Regions from separate parts of the Mus musculus genome. Here regions 1 and 3 are each linked to region 2. A link is a contact called in public HiChIP or PLAC-seq and promoter capture Hi-C data. All regions are on one chromosome and are shown on one strand. Each heading gives the region's core, a stretch centred on a gene start, on an enhancer-like site or on the middle of the called end of the contact. The rest is flanking DNA. Distances are from core to core; before and after follow the strand shown.

Region 1 (2,700 bases), core at 149-2,648, 180 kb after region 2:
CATGAATGCTTATCTTAATTAAAATATTAGAGTGACTATTTAAAATGTTTCTGTAAAGTTTTGCCCACTTGTTTAAAATACTGGGAGACGGACACTTTTGAAGGCTGTAGTTTGTGTGCCCTTTACTTGTTTTTTAACTAGTTCCTTAAAGTGACTGATAAATAATTGGTATGGTGATAAATACCAAAGCATTTCTATATAAGTGTAATGCACATACACATATACAAATAATTATATGTATATTGTATCTATACATTTTGTGTCAACATAGTTCTATTTTGATGGATCTAGAAATTAACTTGGAATTATAAAGTTAATTTGGAGAGGCTTTAGCAGCAGATAGAGCACAATAGACAGGACGAATAGCAAATTAAAATCAAGTCAGCGGAGTTGCAAAGACAGACTATTAAGGACATGAAAGATAATATAAAATAATCTGACACATATTAGTGTAGATTCATAAGAAGAGAGAATGGAGTCTTTAAAAAAATTGACATAGTACCTACATGTTTTTATAACTTTAAGGGTTTGTTTTGTTTTTAGCTTTTGTATGTTAATGCCATGAAGTGGTACTCTTTTTTTTTTTTTTTAAGATTTATTTATTTATTATTTATATGAATGCACTGCCGCTGTCTTCAGACACAGCAGAAGAGGGTATTAGATCTCTATAGATGGTTGTGAGCCACCATGTGGTTGCTGGGAATTGAACTCACAACCTCTGGAAGAGCAGTCTTACCCGCTGAGCCACCTCTCCAGCCTGAAGTGGTACTCTTTTATTTGTGGTGTTTATTTCAGAAATGAGAGAAACTCATGTTTTAGATGTGGTATTTTAGACTTTATCCTCTAAGTTTTTACTCAGAATATCTCTGAGGAAGAAACACAGAATCAGACAGACAATGATAGATGGAAAGAAATTGCTGAGACTCAGGAAGAGTTAACAGAAGGGCATGGAATAGTAGAAGATCCTTTCCTCGTGATAGTTAAATTAGTTTTATGAGCTTGTTTTGGGGCATGCACATGCAATGATGATGTGTGTGTCAGTGTGTATGGAGTTCAAGGGGCAATTTGCAGAGGAGTTTTCTCTTTCTTCCACCATATGGTGTTGGGTATCAAATGCAGGTCCTTGGGCCCAGATGCAGGTACCTTTATCCACTGAGCCATCTTGTTGGCCATAAAGTTCTATTGTAGTTCAGTACAAACCAAAGCGTAGCATAGTTCTGTGTAAAGTGAAGAACTTTTTTCAGCTGTTAGTTTTCTCATCTAGAAATTGAGGTAATAGCAGCATCTGCTTTAGGGGTTTTGTTTTGATTATGGTTACTTGTACAAAGCGCCTGATGTGGTGCACTCAGTTTCTTACCTCATGGGAACCTAGAAGACTTGTCTGTATGAAGTCACCAAAGAGCTGGATCCACATGACTTCCTCATTTTCATTCAGCTGGTTTTAGAATGCTAGAACATTCAAGGAGTAAGAATACCAGTCAGCTTTTCATATTGGACAAGTGTGTGTGTGTGTGTGTGTGTGTGTGTGTCTGTGTGTGTGTGTCTGTGTGTGTGTGTGTGTGTGTGTCTGTGTGTGTGTCTGTGTGTGTGTCTGTGTGTGTGTGTGTGTGTGTGTCTGTGTGTGTGTGTGTGTGTGTGTGTCTGTGTGTGTGTGTGTCTGTGTGTGTGTGTGTATGTATATATATATATATATATATATATATATATATATATATATATATGTATATGTATATGTAACACATGCTACTATTTTTCCCTATTTCAGTACAAAACAGTCTCTCAGTTCTACATCCTTTTCTAGATATGCTTTCGTTTCTTATTACAGTCCAGTCTTCAGATGATTTTAGAGAACTTCCTGTTCATTTGCTGTAGAGGAGTTTTAATCCAGCAACATGACTGCTCCGATCTAGATCTGTGTGACAGCTGGAATGTAACATGCCTTTAGTACACATCTTTAATCTTTCTGGCTGTAATTCTTTAGTACATACACACCATTAATCTCAAACAATGACATCTATTTGAGGAGAAAAGTGATGAATCAGAGAAAGATTTAACAAAATGAGTCAGAGATAGTATATGCCCAACTCTCCATGCCCAGTTCTCCCTGCCCAACTCTGAGGAAAAAGCTTATTTTCTATAGAGCATGCATGAAGAGAGAGTCAGTCTGCTCAGTCAGTCAAGAGACAGTGCAGTAGTTTGTCAGTCATTTGGGAGGCAGTGCAGTGCAGTGCAGTGCAGTGCAGTGATGTGATGTTGAATTACTTCAGGACTTCACGAAGTTCAGTGCAGGTCAGCAGAGGTAATTGAAGCCAGAGAATAAGGAGCCAGAAGATTAGAACAAATGGCAGAGTTAGTTTGAGGCCAAGTAGAGCAATTCAATCAGAAGCCGAGAGAAGACATGTTGACTCAGGCAACTTTGAGAAGCCCTTGAGCCAGAACAGCTGAGTTGAATTAGCCAGCCAGAGCTCAGAAAAAGATAGAAGGGGTGAGCTTCAGTAGTAAGCCTCGGAGACAACATTCAGGTGAACAAAAGTAACATTTACAATTTTCCTTGATTATTTTTTTCTTTATAACATTTAAATGTGCTATGTTGTAGTAGACTCCACAATTTATGAGGAATATATTTTAAAAACCTACAGTTTTTACCAGAAAGATAAGTGGTACTGGTTTCTCTACTTTGTTTTATTATATATACATATA
Region 2 (2,700 bases), core at 189-2,688:
TACTCTGAAAATGCAATCTTTAAGTCATTTAGATGTGATATTTCTCACTAGCATGATACCAAGACTGAATACAATGCCTTCCCAAACAACCCAGAACCAACAACAGCAAACTCAAAGGCTGATTATTCATTTATACTAAAACATTACACATTGCTTTCAAGATATTACATTATTTTCTTTGGCTGATTGCTTTGGTTTTGCAATTGTAAAAGAGGAACACATCTTTCACAATCACTTAAACTTTGATGTCAACTAAAAGGGAAAAAAATGCGTCAACCAGTAAGCGAGGCTTAGCATTTAAAATAAAAACACTCGTGGTCGCAAGTGCTACGTAGAATCTATGACTTGGGTAACTGCAGGCAGGTTAGCAAAATATATTCTGCAACTCAAAGTTAGGTTTGATATTATTTAAGCCTCCTCTTAGTTAGACATGCCTTTGAATGACTACCTTATGTGCTCACTAACATGGGTAATAATCAGGGCAGACCAAAATACCCAGGATAAGTCATATTCCAGGAAGTAACTCAAAATGAGAGGAAAAAATGAAGCCACATTAGGTAGCCAGGGGTAAGTCTAGGAAAAGTGAAAATACAAGTGTGCCTTCCCTTCCCTCTGAACCCACAGTGAAAATCGTTTATAGGAAGGCAACAAAATCTCCTTATAATGAAGTACATGGTGACAGCTTTGACATCTTTTTCTTTAGAAGATGAACTTGTGTTTAACAGGAATAAATATTATATAACTAGAAGGTCCTTTTTCTTTTTTTTAAGCAGACTGTCAAAAGGCTTAAGCCGAATGCACAGGAAGGGCTAAGAGGGCTGTGGAGGTGTGTCCTTTCAACCCATCAATACACTAAACTAACAAACGTGGGGGGAAAACAGATTAGGGATTGCACCTGGAAAGAAAGCCACAGCTAACCATTCACATTGAAATTTCCACATCCTCAAAATGATAAATTATGTCCATAGAGACAAAATTACACCCACACAACATTAGTCTCTCTCTCTCTCTCTCTCTCTCTCTCTCTCTCTCTCTCTCCTCCTCCTCCTCTTCCTTTTCCTTTTCCTCCTCCTCCCAGCCCACCCCCACCCCTTGCAACTATAATAGATTTTCTTCCTTGAAGAAGCCCACCTGGATTTCACCCCCAGTTACCTTGGATCTGTGGGCTCAGGATGATAGTTCCAGAGGATCCCCTGAGCTGCCACATAGAACTGCCTTAGTTGCGCGGCCTCTGCCTGGTGGCTGCCCCAGCCCGCCCAGCGGGTTCCCAGAACCACCAGGAGGAAGAAGCACGGGCAGACTAGGAGCATGGCCCTTGTCCTGCCGCGCGCTGCCACCACCGACAGTGCTCAGTGCTCTGTCCCTGTTGCGCGCTGATCTGTCTCCCTGGAGGACTAAGAAGCTGCAGGGCACAGTGAGTGTCCCTGTCCCCTGTGGTGGCTGTCTAACCCTACCTCCCTCTATGCCTAGTGTAGGCAGGGGCTTGTTGAGGTCACTCCCCCCTGTGGCCACAGGCATTTACTAGAGAGAATGCCAGACAAGGAATGTAGAGGGAAAGGAAGGGCAAGCCTGCTGGAGGTTATGGCTCTGGAGCAGTGCCCAAGGGTCTCCGCCCCATCACAAAGCAGCATTTCCCCCACTTCAACGTAGGTGGGAGCAGCAATCCCACTTAACCTGCGCGGGTGGAGGTGGGGGGATGGGGTAGGGGTTCAAAGTTTAGGCTTGTCAGCTGATTTCTGCAAGCCTTAGTAAGACCCAACACCCATCCTCAGATCCCAGGAAAATGGCACTGCACAGTAACCAGAAAACAGCCTCAGGACAGGTCCACCAACAGGTTAGCAGTCTGAATCTCTTAGGACAGACCGCTTGGTAAGGGCTTGTCACCAGCTCAAGTGTAGCCGAGACCAGGGTTTAGAGAACTCATTTGAGATAGTCAGTAGCTGTGTGGTCTGGGGCCAACTATGTCTTTAGAAATACTTTTGACATCTGTAAAATAAGAATGGCAATTCTAGTTTTCCTTGATCTTATTATTGGGAGGGGACAAACTGTTGTAAACTGGACAGTCCCCAGGGCCTAGGTAGCTACAGTCTATGATCTTGTCTTTGCTCGTTCTCCTGTATCCTTGGCATGGTGTTTTAGATTTTATTTTTCTGTTGGTGGCAAAGCTGAGAATTATGCCTGAATCAGCAGGATGGCCTGCCCTGAATTCTCCAGAACTTTGTCTCTGCTCAGACTTTCTGCTTCCAGCACATCCAGTAAATTGTGATCTGGTACCATCCAGGTTCCGCAGCAGCCTCTCCCTCTCCCTCCCCCTGCCCCACCCCTCCCCCTTCCCTTCCTTCTCCCCTCCCCCCAACTCCTGCTTCTGTTTCTTTGCTGATCACATCACTGATATTCTTCAGTCAGTTTATAATGCCCCTTCTTGAGTCAGGCATGATGGCACATGCCTGTAATCCCAGCACACGAGGGCTAGAAGCAGGGGAATGTGAGTTTGAGGCCTGAGATCAGCCTAAGCTACGCAGTGAGACCATGTACTGAAAAGTAATTAATTAGCAGATGTGTGCACACATAACTACACTAGGAAGAATGCTCACACGGATTTCCTTCCCTTTCTGCTTCCCTGCTCTTTAAAGTCAGAATTTCTGCCATTGTCTCTGATTCTGGGTTCCAGTTGACTTTTCCGTTTCATGAACTTAATCT
Region 3 (2,700 bases), core at 125-2,624, 140 kb after region 2:
AAACAATGTTCAGTTGTCTCAAGGATAAAGGTAAAATGACTTCTTACTTCTTAATTTCTTAAGGCTTTGTGATTTGATTTAAACTTCTGTTTTCACGGGCACTGTCCCAACAAGACTAAGGTGATGCCGGCCTCTTAGCCTTTCAGCCTTGCCTTGTCAAATCACCTTCCTTGCAAAAGTACCTCCAAGGCCACCTCCTTTTACCTCCAGTTGGCACCTCAAGACCGATAGCCGAGGAGCCGATCTAAGCGTTCAGCTCAGCGCTTTTGCTCTGAAACCCCAGACGCGAGTTTCTCTTGTTCTCTATGTAGATAAAGCATTTGCTCCTTACCCAGTAAGATCTGAAGGTCTTCGGTATCAGGAAAAAGTGTGTTGATTATTTCTGTCAGCCCTGACTTTGTGCATACAAGCAGTTTGGTAAGTATGCTGAAGGGTTAACCTGTGCTTGGAAATATTCAGAAGTCCACAGAGAGCTGGTGTTATGTTTCTTCTCATCAACAATCAAAACCAAGGAAGCAGCAGTTCTCTCATACAGGAAAACCCAAAACATTGAATAGTGTCATTAAAAAAAAAAAAAAATCCCTCGAGCAAGAGCCAAATGACTTCTTGTCGTGATGCAAGTCAGAACACAACAGAGTGATGGGCGGCATTAATGAGTGGACGTTTGGTTAGGGAAAGGTCTCTTATGAAAGGCTATCATGGATAAAGCATATTTTAAACTCTGTTAGAAGTGCTGTTTGTTGGTTTGATTGATTGATTTGGTTTGTGCCCCCCCCCCTTTGTTTTTTGCCTTGAACAATGCACACAATGTGAATATTCCAAGTGTCAACACTCAGGGTGTGATGGTTTCAGCTTCTTCCCCTTGCCCTGAGAAATCTGTGTAACCAGGGATAAGTACTGCCCAGTGGTACTGTACCTTCTGGTCATTAATCTCTCTTGGCTAAATACCAGCCCTGTTTAAGTCCCACCTTCCTCCTCCTCTAGTTATAGTTCTAGTTATATTCTCTTCCAACTAGTTATAGTTGGAAGAAGAAGAAGAAAAAAGAAAAAGAAAAAAAAACCTAAAACAGACCAACAGATCCTTGCTCACTGGGCTCCTTTCAAATTCATAATTACAAGTGTTGCAGGATATTGGATCACACCATGAACCCCAAGATTGTGTTATTTATTGGAAAAAACTGTTTCTAGTTGTGGTGTGACTCAGTCCTACCTAGCACATGCCTTTAATCCAAGAGTTTTCTGTTTATTGCAAACAGGATTAAATCAAGTCAACCATAGGTCAAGAGGTGGAACAAGCAGTCAGTTAACAGGGAGTGAATATAGAGGAAGTGGGGGGTGGGGGGAGAGGAAGACAGGAAAAGGGATAGAGAGACACACAGGAAGTAGAAGGGAGGGTCATTCAGTTTGAGGGGTTTTTTCAGCCTGTCAGGGAGAAGAAGGTCGGTCATCTGGATGCTTTCTCTCCCTCTGAGCTAGCAGGCTTTCCCCCAGCATCTGGCTCCAGAGTTTTTGTTGGCAAAATTGAATATTTATGATTTTGATAAAACAAACAAACAAGCAAACAAACAAACAAAAACCAGCATACAAGTGTCAAGTACTCCCCTTGATGCTGCCTGCTGCTCAGCCTACTTGTTAAGGATACTGCTTCCTATCATCTTTTGTCTCCTCAGGTCCCCATGGTCCTCTCCACTGCCCTCATTCTTAAGTGATGACCCTGTTTCCTGTATCTCTGAGAAAACAGATACATCAAAACATACTCATATCCCTGGAGCCACCAGCTGCTAGGTCCTCTGTCCCTGATGTCATCCAGGCAGCTCAAGGCCAGCCCAGTGCGTGCCCCTCCCATATCACTGCTTCCTTAGGCATCCACACCTGACCACCAGAATCCCTGCTGGAGACCCAGCTTTGCAATCATGTGATTGGTCTGAATCATTGTTTCTGCCACCTGACTTCCCAGCTAGTGTCTGGAGCCCTCGGAACTCCAGTGTAATCACTAGGGTGCTCACCATCAAGACCCCACTCCCCCCAGTGGTTTACATGCAAAAATAAAAGCCGCAGAAGTCCAAAAAAAAAAAAAAAAACCATACTCCTTCTGGTCCAAACGGGACTTCCTTATCCGCCCCATACCATGCACTTTGTAATTACTCTTCTGAGGCTGGCTCTCCCACTTAAGCTCTGGATACAATCAACTCTTTGCTGCTCCAAACCATGGCTCTGGCCGTTTACCTCTCTCCATTTTCCTCTGACCTTGTCCTTTCTGCAGGAATGTCCATCAGCAGGTGACATCCTATGTTTTATTTTCTCTTACATTTTATTAAATGCTACTTATTTTCAAGGAAAAATACCTCATTCTAGTAAGTTACATGTGTTTCCTACTTCTTGGTTCCCCACTCTCAGATTCTTTTGAACATAATCCCTTTATGCTTCCATTCTTCAACATTCCCCTTGATCTCTCCCTTGCCAAATCCAGTGGTATTTGTGTAGCTTGGCTAGCTTACAGCATTTGCTACCATCTCTCTCTCCTTTCATTTATCAGCCTTCTTACCCATTTCTTCCACACACTCATTAATCCCAGGCTCTTTTGGCAGTTCAGAAGTACACTGCAGTTTGCTACCTAATGATTGATAACAGGTTTTTACCGAGCCTTCGTCAAGAGGAAGATTTTCCCACATGGAACATCATTTTATGTCCAATCTGACT

Evidence for each region. Promoter capture Hi-C pulls out the DNA fragments that hold promoters and counts their contacts. HiChIP or PLAC-seq counts read pairs in DNA pulled down with a chosen protein or histone mark.
Region 1: a contact with region 2 is called in a promoter capture Hi-C map of the HPC-7 cell line, with 5 times the contacts expected there. The contact joins the enhancer-like site here to the promoter of F5 in region 2. A contact is called at or near these places in 4 of 39 promoter capture datasets (the HPC-7 cell line, HPC-7-derived erythroid cells, embryonic stem cells and 1 more), 1 of 15 datasets of contacts at CTCF or cohesin (CD8 T cells), 1 of 484 Hi-C or Micro-C datasets (the HPC-7 cell line), 6 of 115 datasets of contacts at active chromatin or transcription factors (CD8 T cells, the HPC-7 cell line, T-cell acute lymphoblastic leukemia and 3 more) and 4 of 9 other capture datasets (adipose tissue, embryonic stem cells, liver and 1 more).
Region 3: an H3K27ac HiChIP or PLAC-seq map of the HPC-7 cell line shows a contact between it and region 2, with 8 times the contacts expected there. The contact joins the enhancer-like site here to the promoter of F5 in region 2. A contact is called at or near these places in 8 of 39 promoter capture datasets (the 3T3-L1 cell line, 3T3-L1-derived adipocytes, embryonic stem cells and 3 more), 8 of 15 datasets of contacts at CTCF or cohesin (CD8 T cells, the G1E-ER4 cell line, embryonic stem cells and 4 more), 233 of 484 Hi-C or Micro-C datasets (the 3T3-L1 cell line, 3T3-L1-derived adipocytes, the 63-12 cell line and 117 more), 35 of 115 datasets of contacts at active chromatin or transcription factors (the 230-238 cell line, CD4 single positive thymocytes, CD8 T cells and 23 more) and 5 of 9 other capture datasets (adipose tissue, bone marrow-derived macrophages, embryonic stem cells and 2 more).

The regions. Positions count from the first base shown.
Region 1 is chr1:163,973,984-163,976,683 of GRCm38.p6, reverse strand. The region is part of intron 10 of BC055324 (cDNA sequence BC055324); the gene reads left to right. Among named protein-coding and RNA genes, the nearest start is that of BC055324, 19 kb to the left of the region's middle. Within about 2 kb of position 1,398, at least 22 of the 459 cell types and tissues checked have an H3K27ac peak or open chromatin away from gene starts, as enhancers often do. A contact at or near this core is called in the HPC-7 cell line and bone marrow-derived macrophages, where this site is marked.
Region 2 is chr1:164,150,573-164,153,272 of GRCm38.p6, reverse strand. F5 (coagulation factor V) reads right to left here and starts at 1,438. Exons shown (of 25, transcript NM_007976.3): 1 at 1,153-1,438. The coding sequence starts at 1,310. It overlaps Gm16548 (predicted gene 16548), which reads left to right and starts at 1,056. Exons shown (of 3, transcript NR_037987.1): 1 at 1,056-1,414.
Region 3 is chr1:164,013,440-164,016,139 of GRCm38.p6, reverse strand. No RefSeq gene overlaps it. Among named protein-coding and RNA genes, the nearest start is that of Mettl18, 20 kb to the right of the region's middle. Within about 2 kb of position 1,374, at least 10 of the 459 cell types and tissues checked have an H3K27ac peak or open chromatin away from gene starts, as enhancers often do. A contact at or near this core is called in the Ba/F3 cell line, the HPC-7 cell line, the P5424 cell line and 1 more, where this site is marked.